Regions from separate parts of the Bombyx mori genome. Here region 1 is linked to region 2. Evidence: chromatin contacts called from public Hi-C data. All regions are on one chromosome and are shown on one strand. The core of a region is the stretch at or near the end of the contact, and the rest is flanking DNA. Distances in the headings are between cores, read along the strand shown. Region 1 overlaps LOC101735390 (optomotor-blind protein). Region 2 holds the start of LOC101735390 (optomotor-blind protein).

Region 1 (4,928 bases), core at 1,722-4,221, 95 kb before region 2:
GTTAATCCGACGTTTTGAAGGGGGTCAAAATCATGTTCAAAGATTCCGTTACATACTAACGTACGTACGTCTGAAGCTAATAAAAGCGTATTAAAAAGAAGATGTAGGTATACCGCACGTACACGAGCCCACCGTACGGTAATAGATTAATGATACAGGTCGCGAGGTCCGTGTTTAAATGAGGATCCTCACTCGTGAGCGAGGGTTAGCTGGAGTGCGCGTGAGGTGGCCACCCGTGCGCGAGCGAGAGGGACGATGGGCGCTCGCTGGAGGCGCCACCGACGCGCCACGGGGCGGCGCCCGCGTCGGCCCCACGCGCACGACACGTCTTATTGAGAAATTCCCGAGATGATGCATAATTCTCCTTTTGGTTTCCTGTGTAGTCATTTTACTCCCTGTTAACAATATTACCGATTCGGTGACCGGAGCGCAGACGCATATTTTAACGGAAACATCGCCGCAGTCGGCCTTTGTTTGCGCTTTGTTGGTTATTTTTTTGTGATTCTCGAAGCATCGCGAACGCATGTCGAAAGCAATTGTTGAGAATTTGGTGTATCGTTTAGCTGATTTAATAGAATTCCTAATCTTGACGATCTACTCAACATTTCATATCTCATAGTTACCATTTTAAAAAGTTCATTTATTCTGAAAATATGAAAAATTATCTTGAAACTCGCAAAGCTATTCCTTTTTTTAGTATACTTGTTTACTTCCTTTCAATTTACTAAGAATATTTTATTGTAATTTTACGATGAATTACCAACATCAAAAAAAAAGTTCGCTTATACCACACTCGGTTCAAACCGCCGAGCTGTTAAAACAGCAATCACGGTTATCACGACAGCTATGCTAATAAGACATGCTAATTCTCAAAACCAACAAGCGTCGAACAAAAAAATTGTGGGACGATCGCCCGAGGTCAAAAAAGGAGTAAAACTATAGCAGCAGACAGGCGCCAGGGCCAATTACGCGGGTCCACAGTGGCCCTAAGCCTGAGCAGAGATGGTCGCGCCACCCCGGGAATGCGGCTATAACTTTCTAGACTTTGATGACCTCAGAGAACCGAAAGCATATTGTGTTGTTCGGAGACAATGTGTATCATGTGATTTTTTTTTAAAATGTTTAACAGGAAAAAGCAGATTCCGTCGGCGTTTGTTTGTTGTTTGTTCCTTATGGCGGTTTTAAATAGCTGATTTTCAGTATACTCCGTATTACCTTTTTTTTTATAACTATAATATTTCGTACCTGACATTTCATGATTTAGTTATAATTTATTCCAAATTCAGTAAAGTTGCTTAGATCATTAATCAAGCTATTACGTTTATCAGTACTGTCCAGGATACGACTATGTCAGAACGAAATGTTAGCCATACGGGTTCTTACCGCGAATTACCTACACATTTGATTAGTTTCCGATAATTCGGTGTGTTGCAAGCGTCATGACCACGGCTAGAATTGTGGTGGGAGCCCGTTAAATAATAATGCCTGTAATTCAGATAGACGAGAAAATTTCAAATGACTCTTAAATTATATAGTAAGTATTGGAACATCATAATAATTTATATCTTTCAATTTGTTTAGTGAAGGCATTTTGCGCAAAGCATATTCAAACGAATTTTATAGATTCGTTGTTGGCTTTTCTATGGATGGATCTAGCTGGCCTAAAGATTTATCCAGCTTCACCAAGATGGGTGGGCGAAGTCAAGGGCTCAGTCAGGAGATAGATTTATAAAATAGTACCATCAATGGAGAGTCGCGGGAACGTATTTCCAATAAATGTGTGTCCTTTAAGATATTTCCAGTTATTCTTACAGAAAGATTTTCGATAGTATTTGCTATTGTATCGTTTTCTTACAATGTGTAAAATTTCGTATTCAAACCTTTGAGAATAGGATTAGGATCTTGTCCTTAGAATGTGTTTGCTGTATGGCACAACACCCTGCCTATTTCTGCCGTGAAGCAGTAATGCGTTTCGGTTTAAAAGATAGAGCAGCCGTTGTAACTATACTGAGACCTTAGAACTCATATCTCAAGGTGGGTAGTGGTATTTACGTTGTAGATGTCAATGGGCTCCGGTAACAACTTAACACCAGGTGGGCTGTGAGCGTCCGCCCAGCTACGCAATAAAAAAAATTCACAATAGACTTATTCATCTTTTTAAATAACGTTTAGAATTTGGTGTGAGGCATCTGTTGTGTAACCACTAACAGTGTTGACTGCGGTAACCCCCTTGCCCCTTCTGGGTTCTGATCGTTTAGTGAGTAGGCCCTTAATTCCATCCTTGGGCCCGCGGTCCGCTTCCAGCATCTGCAGACCATCTAGTGACAGATACCCTGTGCGTCCCCAGTCGCGGGGACCTTGTAGGAGCTTCGGTCCCTGCCCCATTCAACCTCTTTTTTTATCTCCTACCTATGCTGATAGCCTTAAGAGGGTAAGCTTCGCCCTAACGTATAGGTGAGCTCACGGGGCTCAAACCGGAGTGTTGCTAACACTGGCCCTAGCAAGAGCAGCGCTTTGCAGAATCTACCACCGGATCGGAAACGCGACCCACTGAGAAGATCCGGCGAGAAATTCAGTGGGCTGTGTCTGTGGGTAATTCAACGTTAAAGACCGTAATACGGTTTGATAAATAAGGACTTTAAAAAAAAATCCAAAACTTGTTGATCAAACAGCCTTGTTGAACGCCCAAATTTGGTAAGCACCTACAAGCTTGTAGAGACCGGTCTTCTGATCAGAACGTCTGTGGTTTCTCAAGAACGATAAGCTTGTATCGTATGCGAAAAATTACTGCGCGAATAGTCGAGTAGCTTGGTGTTTGGCCGAATACCCCAATAGTCAATTTCCCGATGTTATCCTCGACGCCAGTAATGCCGGACATACTGATCCGGTAATTCGACCGTGCGGGGCGTGACCGGATGCCTGTGACGTCAACCAGTTTGACCAATCACGAGGCGCCATTCGTAATCTCATTGACACCCTTGTACCGGTGAGTAAGGGCGATATCACACATTTGTATAGGCTGACATTTTGTTGGGCCATTAAGAGTTGTCATTCATAGTCATCAAGTCGAAAGGTGATGTTCCGATATTGTTATTTTCTAGTTATGTATATGATGATGCTTTGGTATGTTTTCTTAGAGTAAAATTAAGTCATCGAATTGTTTTTATTGTTAAGGATAACCCATCTTCGAATTTCTTTGTGATACATTTTTTTTATGTTAACTGTTTTCCCAATTTCCATTCCTTTTAAACTTATTTCAGACTATAGTGCGCCTGCTAAAGAACTATATTGCATTGCTATTTATTTATATACTATGTTAAAATTATTTAGAATTAATGAAGAGACAATGAATCGACGAAATCATTGCTTTGTAAAATGTAAATGTTGTTTTGTCAGTAAATTTGCATGTACATAAAACTATTTACACACTCGGCGTTTTTGGCATGTTTTCAAGTAAATATACTTAAAGTTAACTTAGGTAGGTACCCCCTGCGAATTTAAACTTCGAACCACAACGAATTATTAGTGCTTCATGAAGGACTAGCCAGCTTCTTACTAAACGATTGAAATTGAAAGAAAAAGGTTTATAAGGGGTACTGTTAATTTTTGTTGTTTTCTAATGCAAAGGAATTATTGTCTCTAGTGCTCATGGATGTAAGCAATGCAAGGGATACACAGTCATACCGTTGTCTTCCGTCGAGGTATCTTATCAAGCCTCAATTGACACAGGGATGAAACTGTTACGATTACGATTAATAGTAACAATCGATTATCATTATGAATATCTAACGAATTATTTATGACCTAAAAGAAAAAACAGTACGCAGCCGCTTGGCTCTACGCCTAGCATTGCTGAAATCCATGGGCGACGGTAACCACTCACCATCAGGTGGGCCGTATGTTCATCTGCTAACAAGGGAAATAAAAAAATAAAAACAGACTAACGATCCTGAGCCCAGTAATGTTGTTTTTTAAACAACAAATAAATTCTTTATTTGGGTTATTGATTCCTCAGTAAAAATATTTTAAAGTAGGTAAAGTATGTTTTATTAAAAAAAAAAAGAAATAATTGTATGAGTTATCGTAATAGCTAAATGATGAGTTCATTACGAGAGTTTGACATGAACATGTTGTTGCGTTTAGTGGAAGAAAATAGCTACATTCCAAAGTCGGGTGGCGAAGAATAGTGGGTAGTTCATGGATCGGGTCACGTGACTTGCCTTGCGAGAGGTCCTTGGTCCCGCAGTGGACTAAAATAGGCTGTTAATGATAACGATGTCTTCTAATTGCCAGTCAGACAGATCAGATACGATCTTCTGGCCGTAAAAGCTTTCGTATGGGTTATCGCCGACTAAAGAATCAAATAATAGACCCATTTCAGCATTGTATCTATATTTAGGGTATAACATAGCAATGAACCAAATTTAATCAAAATAGAGGTAGCATTTGTTGTTCAGACAAAAAATTGTTACAACAAATAATCACAGAAACTATCGCAAACTTGGAAACATCATGTTAACCAATGAATCCAAACGAAAAAATTCTGATACAATCGATTCTCATCCTTATATCCTAAAGCTTACAGTACATTGAAAACATAAATAAATTATCTCGGAACTAAACTAGGGTGCGTTCCAAGGGGTGCACAAACAATAGAAACGTCGGATTAGTGTTCAGTGTGGAAGAGGCTTAAGCTATTACGTCACGCCTCGCAATGGCCGCCAGGGTATATTAATAATATTTTATTATTACATTTATCGCTGAATTACAAACATTATGCTTGTTCGAGAAATATTTCAATGGGTTAGCAAGCTTATCTTTGGTTTTGTGTACACGCTACCGATAATGTTTGGGAGTTTTCTTCAAAATAACAAAAACTGCTGGTAGGTCCTCTTGTGAGTCCGCACGGGTAGGTGCCACCACCCTGC
Region 2 (4,956 bases), core at 186-2,685:
AAACCTTCAGATTGTACTAAATGATTGGACTCAATTGGTTGTTTAAAATAAATCAATCAAAACTGCAATGCGAGTTTGGTTAACAAAACGTCATTGAACATACAAAATAGTATACGTTGGATTTGTTTTTACGAAATTTAACATTTCAATGTCACACTTTTTATCCATAAGATTTATCGAATATAAAATAATCAGTGAAATTCATGATTTTTCATTATTTGACATAATTATTGTCACCCAGTTGCAAGTAGAGCACGGGAGCGGCGGCCAGAAGCTTGATGAAAAAATGCGCCTATAAATCCTAAATACATCGCTTCGAATCACATCAGTGTTGTTCAGTAAACCAGAAATTATTTATTTTATAACCCGATAATATAATATCGTTGTTGTAAGTAAACAATAGTTAATTACATGTTGCAGTTATGTTTTTTGCTTGTTAGCAATACACATTTCAACTACAATTTTAAGCCTATAATTTTGTGTGGATGAGTTTCGATTTTAACTTTATTAAAAGTTGTAATATTCTGTGCCAGTTTTTCCTTTTCGGTTATATGAATAAATTACTTTTTGCCGTGTCTTTTTTTAGTTATTAGTCTTTCGTTTTGAAATTGGCCTAAAGTAAACAAGTAATGTATTTGTAAACAATCGCACAGTGATGCTTATTTTTTTAGTTTTTGTTTTATTCGATATTCTACAGCCCTAGAGGTTCGTTACTTACCAGTCGTACCATCTATAATATAGGTATGCAGTGGACGATATCACTCACAACACTAATCACGTTAAAACATCTCGAGCACGCATCACAGTAATGAGCAAAGGCGGATCGCGTCACGGGGCCGTACTGACCTGCCACTCTTGGTGATCACCATCTCGGTGCCGAGCTTGTGAAACTTCTCCCAGAGGTCCTTGCCTTCAAGGGTGACCTTAGGATCGTCGACGACACCGTCGTCGTCAGGCGGTAGAGGCGCGTACGGCGGCGGCGGAGGCTTGAGCAGAGGACAGGGAGCGGACAGCGCGGCGGCAGCGGCCAACGCGGCCGGCAAGTAAGGCGGCGGCGGCAGCGCGCCCGCCGTCAGCAGCGCCGACACCGAGAAGTCGCTCGGGCGCGGCGCCAGCAGCGGATGGAAGGCGACGGCGTCGCGCCGCTCCGCGCCCTCGAAGCGCATGCCCGCGCCGCCTGGGGCCCACGGCGCGCGCTCCACGACCGGCGTGCCCGGCGGCTCGCGCTCATGCAACGTCCATAACGCGCCGACCGGCGACTCGTTCGCGACACTTTTCGCTCGTCCCGTGGCGGCGACCGCTCTCGCGGCAGGCGTCAAACGACTGGCCGCCGGCGGCGCCGCGTCCGACACCCCTCCGCCGCGCGCCGCCCAATGGCGCTGGCGGGCGGGGCCGCGTTGTTTCCCGGCGGCGCGAGGTGTCCGCCACACCTCGCCGAGGGGCGCTCCGCTAATCTGGTTAATGCGGCGCGCGGGGGCGACACTCGCGCTCGCCGCCGCGCCCGCCGCCTCCTTCTAATTGGACACGTTTCCGTTCCTTCATCAATTGAGCTCGTTACGTTCTCGATGTATCTTTTGTGGTGCGATGCTAGACTCGGCCCTCCACATTGCGACCTCATACTGAGAAACTCACGAGGTTCTCACAGGCGTTCTCGGCTTAAAAATGGTCCAAATACGTACCTACATAAGAGAAAGACAATAGTCGTGTGCTTGAACTTTGTAGACAGTTCGTCCTTTAAAACTTTTGTATTAACTTAACTTCTGGGGAGAAGTAAAATCGCCGTTGTCATTTCACTGTAATTATTCGAGTTTCTTTTGTTGTTTTTGAAGTCACATTTACTTAACATTGGTAAACTATAAATATCATTAAAATTATTTCTTAAACTATAATTACGTAAAATCAGTTTTTTCCACTAAAGCTTAACAAAAAAATGTTTTTCTCGAATCTGTTTTTCATACAACGTATTTCAAATGCAAAATCTAGCTTTAGTGTACTTACCATATTAATTAAATAATATCAATTCGGAAGGCTTATTTTCTCGGGGCAATATCTTGAAATCGTGAAAGCTAAACTTTATTTAAATTCAGTTCAATACTTTTGTGATAGTACAAGTCTATGGTCAACATTTAGATAGTTATTATAACGTACCTATATTATTAATGTGTATGCGACATTCTCACGCATCATTATAGAGTGATTACAATTCAAAGGAATCATTTCTCTTTATGCTTCCAGGTCAAACTACAAACAGGTCAAACTAAATTTCAAGTCACACCTTTCCAAAATCTATCATACTGGCTGAATTGAGTATAAAAAAAAACAAAATATATTTTTTTGTATTACAGGAATCTTCAAAACGGACTAGAAGTTGCAATAATTTAACGTAGGTAAATCGCTTTGATCGTGTAAAAAAACTATTTACAGAACGCTGAAACAATTTTAAAGTCCAGAAATAATATTGGAAATGATTTATTCCGATAGCCGTTTAAATTTTTATGTACCTAGATTTGTTTACGTGTTTTAAGAAAAATGCACAGTTTTTATTAACTGTCTATAAAAGTTGTTATTACTCTTAAGCTTATCGGTGTAGCATTTCGGTTTGTGATCTGAGATATACCTACACAAGTCTTTTTACGAAAATTGCGCGGACGGAGGAGTATGAAATTTTCCACACTTATAAAGAATACAGAGAAGTGCACAATGCTAATATTTTTTTTAAATAATGCATAAAAGATACATTAAATCAATAAAGAAAACATTACACACACTACATACCATGTATTTAATGCACACACGCATGCATACTATTTATTGTCAAACTTTTGTTCTTGACGTCTGTTGTCAAATTGAGAATAGATTAAATATTGTTTGCCTTTGTTAATAATTTTCATAGTGTAGTCTTGGCGAAATTTGTGATTATAGAAGTATAAAATACAATCATAATAGTGTACAAACTTACAAATCCAATTAATTATAGTCGAATTTCGACTACTGCGGGACCTCTAGTTGTAATAAACATGACATAACTTATTCTGTATGAAAAACTCAAGAACGATTTTCCACAATGGAGAGACGATAACGTGTGATGGAAATTAAATTCACACTTTTTGCATTTAATATTTATATTTGAGATGGACATACGGAAAAATTGGTAACTCGATTTGAAACACCAATAGCCCATAGCTGCCATGAAGAAAATACTATTGTTCAACTTTAAATATAACTTCGTAGACCGGATTTAAGACCGACAATCCTTCTTATGAATCGGAATGCCTCATGTTTTTGGGGTGAAAAAAATAATTGCAATAGTGGCGTGTTTCTGCTGAGCTGTTGAAGACAAATGTGGACTAAGCTATTTAAGTATCACCCTAGGGCTGGTGAGAGAAAGAGTTAGTCATCGTGGCCTTTAGGATAAGACGTCCGGTCCATTCGGATCTAGCGATGCACCGATGTTCGAATCCCGCAGGCGGGTACCAATTTTTCTAATTAAATACTATAACACTAGATGCGCTGTAAGCTCGTCCACCTTTCTATGCAATAAAAAATAAATAAAACAGATATATTCGACTGACTATGTGGCATTAGAGTTAGCGTCCCGAACAACTGGGTCGTGGTTCGCTTCCCACATCGGGCGAACATTCGTGTGACTTATAATGCGTTTCAAATAAGAATGTACATGGACCCGCGCCATATTGTGACGTCATAGCTGTCAAATCGAAAAAATAGGTAAAGTCAGTAAAAAAGGTAGGTATTTTTAAATATTAATTTATAATCCAAATCTCCGAGTTTGCCGATTTCACTCATCCAACTGCTTGAGTAATCATCATCATCGTCACCCATCTATAGATTTATAGGGCCCAACAGTGTTGCTGCCTTGATTTTTAAATAGGTAGGTAATAAAAAAAAATAGTTTTTCTTTTATATAATCTAAATTCCTGTTTTATTTACCTCGACCAGTACTAAGCATATCAAGAAAATTATATATGTGTATATGGTTCATTAAAACAAATATAATATTAATAGTCTTGATAATTAGGCAAAAATTCACTAAAAAATAGATGATATTTTTTTTTGTTGCTGTCCATACTTTTTATCGAACTTTGACAGATCAAGGTCATTGACGTGCATATTCTTTGTTCTTTGTCTGGGTGTGTAATTACGTACTATCTATTTATACATTATATTTATACATACATACTCTTGTGAGTCCGGATAGGTGCCACCACCCTGCCTATTTCTGCCGTGAAGCAGTAATGCGTTTCGGTTTGAAGGGTGCAGCAGCCGTTGTAACTATACTTGAGACCTTACAACTAATATCTCAATGTGGGTGGCGTATTTACGCTGTAGATGTCTATGGGCTCCAGTAACACCTAACACCAGGTGGGCTGTGAGCTCGTCCATCCATCTAAGCAATAAATGAATAAAAAGTACATAAGTATGTTTATCTGTCTCCGGGTAGTAGGTATAACGAATCCTAGTTTAGAGTCAGTTGACCAAATTTAAAGAAATAGCTACCCAAAAACCATCGCTTAGCGCAGTGCCCTAACGAGCTGTCTGAATAAATGTTCCCATATTATTTCTGTAGTTTCAAATTGTTTTTGCGTTCTGTAAATAGTGTTAGTACGATCAAAGCGATTACATTTTTGCAAGTCACAGTCCGTTTTGAATATTCATCTAATGCAAAATGCTAAATTTTGTCACCGCGATTTTAATTTTTTAATTATAGTTTTATTCAAACCTTACCTATATTAATATATAACGTAATATAACCAACCGTAAAATGTATTACGTGTTAATGCAATTTTAATATGTGAGACGATAAGCATAAAGCTTGGTACGGTTGTAAAATTAATTAACTAAACAATTTGGTTTTAGCTCGTCATAAAGTGTAGCGTCAGAGAAAAAGAAAAAAAAGAAAAACCGGAGCATCAAAATTTTTTTTTGTTCCGTTTTGGG

The links. Hi-C and Micro-C count contacts between places; a contact is called where the count stands out from the background.
Region 1: a Hi-C map of whole pupa shows a contact between it and region 2, with 2.4 times the contacts expected there. The contact joins the enhancer-like site here to the promoter of LOC101735390 in region 2. A contact is called at or near these places in 2 of 7 Hi-C or Micro-C datasets (midgut and whole pupa).

Annotation. Positions count from the first base shown.
Region 1 is chr16:8,560,149-8,565,076 of ASM3026992v2, reverse strand. All of the region lies in intron 3 of LOC101735390 (optomotor-blind protein), which reads right to left. Among protein-coding and RNA genes, the nearest start is that of LOC134200339, 87 kb to the left of the region's middle. Within about 2 kb of position 2,971, at least 6 of the 8 cell types and tissues checked have open chromatin away from gene starts, as enhancers often do.
Region 2 is chr16:8,463,157-8,468,112 of ASM3026992v2, reverse strand. LOC101735390 (optomotor-blind protein) reads right to left here and starts at 1,435. Exons shown (of 7, transcript XM_038016614.2): 1 at 847-1,435. The coding sequence starts at 1,166.